Linked DNA regions of Gossypium hirsutum: regions 2 and 3 are each linked to region 1. The links are chromatin contacts, called in public Hi-C maps. All regions are on one chromosome and are shown on one strand. Each heading gives the region's core, a stretch centred on a gene start, on an enhancer-like site or on the middle of the called end of the contact. The rest is flanking DNA. Distances are from core to core; before and after follow the strand shown. Region 1 holds the start of LOC107897029. Region 2 holds the start of LOC107897877. Region 3 holds the start of LOC107897878.

Evidence for each region. A called contact is a pair of places that touch in the nucleus more often than the background predicts.
Region 2: a contact with region 1 is called in a Hi-C map of leaf, with 2.7 times the contacts expected there. The contact joins the promoter of LOC107897877 here to the promoter of LOC107897029 in region 1. A contact is called at or near these places in 3 of 34 Hi-C or Micro-C datasets (anther and leaf).
Region 3: a Hi-C map of fibers shows a contact between it and region 1, with 2.7 times the contacts expected there. The contact joins the promoter of LOC107897878 here to the promoter of LOC107897029 in region 1. A contact is called at or near these places in 15 of 34 Hi-C or Micro-C datasets (anther, callus, fibers and 3 more).

What each region holds. Positions count from the first base shown.
Region 1 is chrA10:35,249,036-35,252,336 of Gossypium_hirsutum_v2.1, forward strand. LOC107897029 reads right to left here and starts at 1,464. Exons shown (of 5, transcript XM_016822357.2): 1 at 1,030-1,464; 2 at 24-138. The coding sequence starts at 1,097.
Region 2 is chrA10:35,448,945-35,452,245 of Gossypium_hirsutum_v2.1, forward strand. LOC107897877 reads left to right here and starts at 1,669. Exons shown (of 1, transcript XM_016823461.2): 1 at 1,669-1,998. The coding sequence starts at 1,669. The coding sequence ends at 1,998.
Region 3 is chrA10:35,401,566-35,404,866 of Gossypium_hirsutum_v2.1, forward strand. LOC107897878 reads left to right here and starts at 1,497. Exons shown (of 5, transcript XM_016823462.2): 1 at 1,497-1,940; 2 at 2,734-2,848; 3 at 2,972-3,061; 4 at 3,195-3,293. The coding sequence starts at 1,873.

The sequences.
Region 1 (3,301 bases), core at 214-2,713:
TCAGTGGCAACATATATTCTTACATCAAATTCTGGTACTTCCACCCCTGTATGAGCTGTCACAGTCTTTGAGAAGACATTGAATTTTGGTTTGAGTGCCTTAGCTGCAGGCCCTCCATCAACACCAAATTCATTGAACCTATACACATGAGCACATAACATAGGATTAGAGACAAGCATGACAGAACCTATGGTAGTCCAGATTTACAAAATACAATAAATATAAGCTTAAGGTAGAAAACAGCTCACTTGTGATTAAAAAGAAAAAAAATAAAAAGCCAGTTCTACAACTCTTTAATACATATGTTTTAGCTAATGTAAGTTACATGGGAAAAGATAGATAGATAGATAGATATTTCCTTCAGCACAATAATAATGCTAAAAATTTACACCATTGCCTCCGCAAGCCCCTACGCAAATGAGTAGAACTAAGGATTTTCATTCTTTAAAAGACTCGCAATTCAACTTCAAAACCCCACATGCGACTGTGAATAATTTTCATGCATAATTAGATAAACAGATACCATTTATACAACATATTAACTGCCAACCAACAACCATTATAAAATTTATGATATTCATGAGATCTAGAACTTAAATAAAAGATTTATTATATCATAAACACTTATATCCTATACATATAGCAGCCCCAAGAATTAAACATCTAAGCAATTCTAGCAAGCCAGATCAGCAATACATATTTAAAATTTTACTCTTAACACCACCTTAATTTGCACTGGCTCTCTAAATAAAGCTAGCAACATTATTAAAAACAAGATCTGTTTAAATAAAACGCCACAGTTAATCATCCTCTTCTTTAATGAGAGAGAACGAGCAATAAATCATCATTAATTAAAGTTCAAACAAACCTTTAGACATTCATAAGAGCTCTCAAGTTCCAAAATCCGCATTCAGATCCAGGCTATACATCATATTGTTACTTCGTTTTTCAATAGAACAAAACAGGTTCTATTATTTTAAAAAATAACAAAGAAGAAAGGATAAAGTGCAGATCTGAAGAAAGGCTTACTCTTGCCAAGCAGAGAGGATGAACACTGAAGCGAAAAGAACCCTCCCGACGAATGAAACTAACGCCATTTTTTTTTATTAAACACTTCAAAAATTCCAAGAAAAAAATGAAAAAAAAAGAAGGAAATTACTGTTTAAAACGAGACAAAAATGAAGCGAAACGAATCTACGAAACCAAAAACCCCAATAGCCGGAGGTTTTTTTATAAAGATAGAGAGAGAGAGAGATCAGTGTAAAAACGATGTTGGAGAGCAAGTAGGAGGCTGTCTTTATACTCGCGGAATTAGGGATGGAACACGTCCTTTTGACCAATCAAATTCGTTGGTTTTAGACTCGGAAGGCGCGTGACGTGACGTGGACGAGAGTAGAAAGCGAGTTGAGTCTTCTTTTTTAGTTTATGTACGGAAATTTCCCTGTGGTTCGTTGTAATTGACGATCGTTGCCATCCTGAGACGTGTTTTTAACTTTTTAAAGTCCTTCAAATTTGCCGCCGGTCCTGTTTTGGGGTCCATTTTGTGAAATTTGGATGTGAATTGAGTGAATGTGGTTTTGGGAAAAGCCAAAAGGAAATTCTCGGTGTTAAAAAAAAGGTCTAATTAGGTGAGATTGATCTATAATTAATGTTTTAATCTTAGATTTGAAGTTGTCATTTGGAGGAATTATCTTTCCTTTCAGAAAAGGTTTCCTTTTTCTAATACCTCGGCTTTCTAATCAATATTTGCAAAACTGTTTAATGAAGAGTAAATTTCATACCATTTAATTTAACAATTTTGATAAAAGTTAATCAATCATAAAATTATATATGAATATGTGAGTGTCTTGTATTAATGTTTTTGAAGAAAAATGTGTATTAATAATATAATATTCTATGTAAATATATGTATAGTATGCTTCTATATTTTTTTATAAGAGTTATATTTAATATATGTATCGTATGTACAAGTGTGCCTAGATCGAGCAGTTCTCAAAGAGTTCTCATATCATTTCTAAATGAGGTGTTGGGAAAGGAGTTAGCACATTTGGTGCTTTAAGAGGTGGTATGTTAGGAATTTTTCCAAGGTATGGTACTTGCTCCGATGAGTGGGCCTAGTTTTCGAGGAGTGGCACTCTGGGGTATTCTACGAGGTGTTGGCATTAATCCTCGATGGGTTATGCTCGAGAGGTTGGGGGTATAAAAATTGCCATCTAGTCCAAAGAGAGGTTATAAAGTAACTTGCCTCTAGACATTGCCATGTGTCAACTAAGTTCAAAATGTTCGCTGGGATTTTTTTAAATTTGAATCATTTTGGCTTTAGTGCGTGTAACATACATGTAGTTTGCATTGTCTCTCATTTATACACATGAATGCACTTTCATTTATTACCATGTGTACAACCCATTCTCAGGAAATCATGGGGTTTGTTTCCATTGTAATATGTCATTTTCGCTAGACACTGTTAGGAAATGTGTCCATATTCTAATAAACATGTAACTATTTTTTATTTATTTGAACAATGAATAAATAAATTTGTAACACCCCATACCCGTATCCTACGTTGGGACGGAATATGAGGCGTTACCTAACTTAAACTCATACTTACGACCAATTTCGAGTCTGTAAGACTTGGACAAATTTAAATCTTTCTCAAGCTTATCAACATGTCTTTAATATGGGCCTACGAGGCCCAAAATACACATCGAAAATCATTCGGAGTCAACTCGAGTTCTTTAGTCAACTTTAGAAAAATGACACTTGACACAGGGCCACACACCCGTGTGGGAAGGGCAATATGCCTGTGTGGCCAAATAGACATGGTCGTGCTGTTGGCTTGTGTGACTCAAACAACCTAAGCAATACAGGGAATACCCGTGTCCCTCACCCGTGTGGAATTAATTCTAAATTCACACCTACAGAAGTTTTCACACAGCCTGGCACACGCCCATGTCCCTGGCCTGTGTCTTTCACACAGTTATGACACGCCCGTGTCCTAGCCTGTGTGCAAAAACCTGGACATTTTGTTTCTGATGTCAGCAATTCTTAAGGGTCACATGGCTAAGGCACACGCCCGTGTGCTAGGCCGTGCCCTTCACACAGCTGAGACACATGGCCGTGTCTCTGCTTATGTGTTTACTATCATGCATACTAACTTGTAAACTTTACGTGTAGGGAACATACGGCCGGACAACACGCCCATGGGGCTAGCCTATGTCACACACGGCCTAGACACACGCCCGTGTGCCTACCTGTGTTGACAAAATAAGACTATTTACCAAGTCTCTTTGCCACCCTTACT
Region 2 (3,301 bases), core at 419-2,918, 200 kb after region 1:
GCTTGGTTTCGGTACTTAGTTTAAAAATGATTATGAAGTGTATTTTTTAGTGAAAATGGGTTTGATATTGTTTTATAAGGTTATGAGATTTGTTGAATGGTAAGAAATTATTTGGATATATTTTAAAGAACTTTTTAATTAATTTTTAGCTTGTTTGTGCTTTTATTCGACTCCTAAATAACTTTAAAGTACTTTCAAAGCCCTCAAATAGTTTTAAATTTAGTTTTATGGTATAAAAATGTTTGAAGTTTAAAATGTCAAATACCTTCGAGATTTTGTTACGTTTATGCTCTTGTAACATTTCCCACTCATACTATATACTGGGGTAGGTGCGGGATGTTATAAAAACTTTAAGCGTTCAATTTCAAATTTTACCTTATAAAAATTATGTGTGAACTAATTAATTGAGTTTAATTAGTTAGTTTGAGTTGAGTTGATTTATTGATTCTAATTGAAATTATTAGTATAGTTAATTAATTATAACTTTTTTAAAAATTATAATACCATATATATTAATTCAAATCTTATTTTTAAAAAAACTAGGGATAATATCATATTTGGTACGTGTACTTTTATAAAATGTTCACTGTGATACTTGTACTTTAAAAATATTTAATATGGTACTTGAGCTATCAATATATGTTTTATTATTGTACTTGTTCTTTTATAAAATGTCCAATATTTAGTTTATTATGATACCTTTGAAAATATCCAATGTGCTACTTGAATTATCAATATATATTTTATTATGGTACCTGGTGTTAACATCGTTAGTGAATTGCTAAATCAATCAATGAAAATTTAACACCTAATTTTTTTTTCCAAATCATCAAGTCCATAAAGATAATATGACATTACGTGAAAAACTAAATAAAAGTTGAATTAAAAAAAACTAAATATATAGTTAATAAAAAGAATAAATATTAAGCTTACATGAAAATATAAAAAATATTATTTAAAAACAAACTAAAAATAGTATTTGAAATGAAAGTTTTTTTTTTCCGGAAAAGATGATCTAAGTGGGGAAATGATGTGTTGCTTATATAAGTTCAGTATTTATTTTTTTATTTACTATATGTTTATTTATTTGCTTTTAATTTAATTTAATTAATTTTTTGTTTTATTTTATTTTTTTCATAATGTTATATGATTCATGCAAACTTAATAATTTAAAAAAAAAATTCTACATGACAATTTTTTTAGCTAATAATAATTCACTAACATTTTTAACACTAAATACCAAATTCTAACACTTTATAAAATATAAATAACAAATGTCACATTATAAAAAACTATAATCAGTGGAAACTAGAAAGGGAATGTTAAAGAAAAATCAAACCAATAAAGCAATATTCGGTCAAAAAAAGGAAAAGAAAAACCAACAAATTTCCCAAAGCTCAAAAAAAAAAAAAAAAAGAGGAAGGTCAAGGTAAAAAAATGGAACAAATCTGGTGTGGCTGTAAAAAGCCAAGCTCATATGTTAACTGACAGCTAAGCTAAGCCAACCTTTTCACGTGCGCTAGACAACGGTTCCCCTCCTCCCTTTATAAACTCCCTACTCGCAACAGAAACTCTCCATCTTTTTTGCTCTTAGAAAACAAAAAAAACTAATTTTCTCACTCACATATTAAATAAATCACCAAAACCGTCAGATTTCACCTCTCATTCATGTCGACTACATCGAGGAAAACCTCCTTCATCAACGGCGGTAATCAGCGGCAGCTCAGTCGACTTCAACGGCGTGCACCGGCTTCCTTACAGATTAGTCCAGTTTCTAGCTGGAACGTTGCGATCCCTCTCTTATCACCTCTAGTTCCTTCGCCTCCCTCGATCGATCGAAGGATAGCTGAGAGACGGGAAGATCCATCGCGTCAAGAGCAGCTGCGACACAGCCAGACTAAGGAGCCTGAAAAGCTTGATCCTAAAATGTGGAAGCATACAGCGGCTCCGTTTTGTTATGAGCCGGCGTCGTTAGTTCCGCCGTTTGTGCCGGTTTAGATGTAAAAGAAAAAAGAGTAGTTAGATCTAACGGGGTGCGTTGAGCGTATTTCTGTTCAACGTATACGTCACTAATTTTCTGTGAAATTACAACAATGTCCATCAATATGTTCATAATTTATTAGTACGTTTAACAATAAAACTGATTTGGGATACAGATTTTACATTTCCCCTTAATTTCATCAATTTCTTTTCCTGTTTGGGGAGTGAGAATAAGAGAAACCAAAAGTTAACCAACGAAATTAACAAGGAATTCGTTTGAAAGAAAAAAAAAAAACAGAGAATAAATATTGTCGTCGTTTGGGTGCCGATTTGATTTGGGTTTATTATTACGATCTGATCCGAATGATCATCTCGGGAAAAGAAAAGGCGCCACATATAATAATTAGTATATGGTTGTGTTTGTGGAATGCCGAATCAATTTGTTGTTTGTATTATATTTATGTTGGATTGTTTATTCAATAAGGATATGGTTGTGAATTAAAGAAATATTTTCAAAACACAAGATTCATATATTATTTTAATCAATTAAAGAAATGCAAGTTTCTTAGTTTTACTTGTGAATTAAAATTTTTCAAAACCCAAAGTTAAGGTATCAATTAATTGAAATAGTAAAATTGTTTCTAATTATACGTGGCTTGTATATTTATTTTTAAATTCATTCATTGAGTGTTAATTTAATTTATAATAAAATTTGATTAATTTCAATAAATTAATTAAAGTAATTAAAATCATATTTTAAAAGTAATAAAATAAAAAGTGAGAAGTGGCCATTAGTGAAAAATCTAAACATATAAAATTAATTAATTAATTACCTACCATTTTCTTTTTCTTTTCTTTTTTATAAAATAAAAAAATGATTTATTAATAATCAAGCTAATAATGTCTAACAAAAGCCAAAAGAAAATAAATAAATAAATAAATTATTCTTTTTTTAATGAGGTTTCTAACTTATGACTGTTAACAACATTTATTTAATTTCTATTAACTATTAGTTGATAGACATAATATTTTAAAACACTAGTAAGAAAATTCAGAATTGTGCAAGTATATTAAAATCAAATAATAATAAAAGTATCAAAAATCAATTAATAGTAAAATCTAAACATATCAAATAATAAAGAAATTCAAACCTCTTTTAGCGATTGAGCAAAACCTATAAAATAATGGGTGAATTTTTTTAGTCAATTGAGGTTTAAACTTGGAAGATGTTAGATTTTGTTATGCAGATGGAGTAGGAAAGCTTTTCCTAATAATAGACTAATGATCGTGGAATTAATGCAACAAATTGTTGTTTGTCAAG
Region 3 (3,301 bases), core at 247-2,746, 150 kb after region 1:
TTAAGGAAAAAAATAAAGAAAAGGGAGAGAAACCAAGGTGACTTGAACCTAAGATCAAAGGAATGAAAAGGAAAAAGCTTACTATTAGACTAATGCCCATTTTATGGCCATTTTTTACGACAAATAATACATAAGCTAATTAACCTTGGTTCTTTAAGTGCAGAAAAATAAAAGGGAAAAGTGAAAAATGTAGGATTTGAACCTTGGTTCTTCTAAAAATTTTATTAAACTCTTAACTACTAATGTTAAGATATAATTAATGAAAAATTTAAAATTCTAACCACCTAATTTTAGCGGTGTTACAATATTAATAATTTAAATAATATATTAATTATAGGAAAGTTAATATATTATTTAAAATAATTTTATAAATAATTAAAATATTAAAGATTCACTATTTATCACAATATAATTTTTGTGCCTTATTATATGATATGATATATGATATGAGTTAATTGAATCAAAATTAAACATTATAGAACACAATATAACTAATAACCTGAATATATTTGAATCCAATTTAAAATCTACACATAAGTTACTAGTCAAACATGAGATATTAAAATTTCAAAGCTTTACTCTTTGCCAGAGTCTCATTTGGTCTATAAGAATTTTAAATTCTTATTTCTAGTGAATAAAAGGGTTTAATATATGGTTTGATATTCAATTGTGATATATATTTTAAATATGATACTTGTGTTTAATTCAAGTTATAGAATTGATTTGACGAAAAAAAATTGATAATATTATTAGGATTGAATTTTCATGATTTATTAATAGAATAAATTTAGTATTAATTATGATTTTTTTTAATTTTAAGTTGATTTAATGAAAATTATTTGTTATTAACTAATTATAAATTTTCATTAAATCAATCTTAAAAAGTATTTTTAGGTACAAATTATAAATAGGGGAAGGGGGATAACGACCACACGGTTTGCACCCTAGTATTTGGATGTCAACATAGAGCTTAATCACTCCTCCGTTATGCTATTCGCTTTAAAATATAAATTAAATACTAAAAAATTAATATCATTATTTTGAGTATCAAAATGTATGATTTTTATAAAAATACAAGTACCACATTAAATAAAAAAATAGAAGTATTACATTATATATATCAAAATAGATTGTAACCATCTTTTACCCAAAATTTGAATGGCAAAAGTTGTTTATTATTAAAAAAAATTGAATACCAAATGATGTATTAAGAAATGTTTATAAAACTGGACTAATGGTCAAACTGGTCAGATTAGTAGTTCGTTGGTCCAATCAATTCGATTAAATTAGATAAATTATAAAATATTTATAAAAATATAAAATATATATCTAAAAAATTTAAAAATTTGTTTAGTCAATTTTTAATTTGCTTCAATTAGATCGGTCAACCAATCTAAAGTATTTCTTAATATAAATACCCTAGCTGGGTCGGTTTAGTTAAGGATAACTATGATATTAAGCCTTTATAAATGGTAAAAGAGTAATAAAGCTAAAATTCAAACCCAAAAGTAGGGAACTACTAAAATAGTAATAGTGTCGTGAAGAGTCGGATCTTGATTCATGTCTTCCGTGTTCATCTCACTTCAATAAATATCCTTAAATTTTATTACTTTCTCCTTTTAATTTCTTTGTAATTTATGAATAATTGACCTATCAAGATCCCGACCACAAAGCCAAATCCAGCCCCCCCCCCCCCCTCTTCTCAAAAAAAAAAAAATCCCTTTCTTACTTGCTTCTTGGGAGAAACTAAACCTTGAAATCTGCTCTCTTAACACTGTTTTTCGCTCGAAACAGTGTGGAGAACCCTGAAATTCGCTGTATTTGTCTTTTCGCTTGAAACCAAGTGGTAAGAAGATAAAGGGGGAAAAACCAATGGGTTTTGCTTCATTCGCCGGACGAGTTTTCTTTGCTTCTATTTTCATCCTCTCCGCTTGGCAAATGTAATCACTCTTTCTTTATTGTTTTGGATCTCTTTATTCTATTTGTTGGGTTGTTTAAGAAATATGTTTATTATTCAGATCTGTTCCTTTAAAAAAAATTGTTTGTGCCAAGTTTGTTAGTATTTGGGTACTGTTGCATTATTTTCCTTAATTTGTAACTCTTGTTAGTGATGAATTTCGTTGAGGATGTGGTTCGCTTTTCAAGATTTTAAATCTGAGGAGTTTGGAGTCGATGTGAGATTTTTTCTTTTAAGAAAAAGTGTGTTTATACTTAATAGTTTAAATGTTATTAGTTGCCGTGATATAGAAATGGTATGAAAAACCTTTATTTTTTTCTTTATTTTCTGTTGAATAGACATAATATTTCCAAATGCAGAACTGGATGGTTAGTTTTAGTGGATAGGGTAGCATCATTTAAGTACTTCCTGGACAATATTTTTTGTGTAGGCAATGCCATATTCTGAGAAGAAGATGAATTCGGGTATCATGAAGTGGTAATAGATATGAGGCGATAGATATTTGTCATTTGTATAATCAAGCAGTTGATTCAATAACCAAAACCCTGAATTTCTCAATGCTTTGCTGAAATTCTATTCTCACAATTCTGGTTTTGATGTTGTAATTTCAGTAACTACCCCTGTACTGAGTCTAACTGTGCCGTTGCTATATAGTTGTTGAGTCTTTTCTCGTACGATTATAATTTGTATTCGTAGATAGACTGTGTAAAGAGCTCGGCTAGCACCCGTGTTTTAAACACTAAAGATATTTTAGTAGATGTTCAACATGTTGGCAGGTTCAATGAATTTGGGGTTGATGGCGGGCCTGCAGCAAAGGAGTTGATACCAAAGCTTGATCTTGCTAAGAAACATATATCATCTCAACTCCATGTAAATTTGCCAGATATCGAAGTAAGAAATTTATTTTGTATTTGTTGTAATGAATTTCTTTATTATTTTGTATATTCAGTTTGTGTTAGTATGGTTTGCTCGAGTTGTACTTTTGTTTTCTTAAAAGGCGACTTTTTCATACAGGTTAGACAATTAGTCGCAACTGCCATCATTTTGAAAGGACTAGGTGCTATTCTGTTTGTATTTGGCCATGGATTCGGAGCCTTACTCCTGGTTAGAATTTCATTTCATTCCGATTATTATTTCAATTACATTTGGACTTAAAAGGAAGTTTGAAACTGCAGTGAAGAGTTTCTTCTGATTCTACTTTTATGTCTCATTTAATTGTCTTTTTCTTTTGTCATAGTTTGTCTACTTGTTGGTTAGCACACCACTTCTCTATGACTTCTACAACTATCGTCCCAATGAACCCCAATACTCTGTTCTGCTTGGTGATTTCTTGCAGGTATTTAG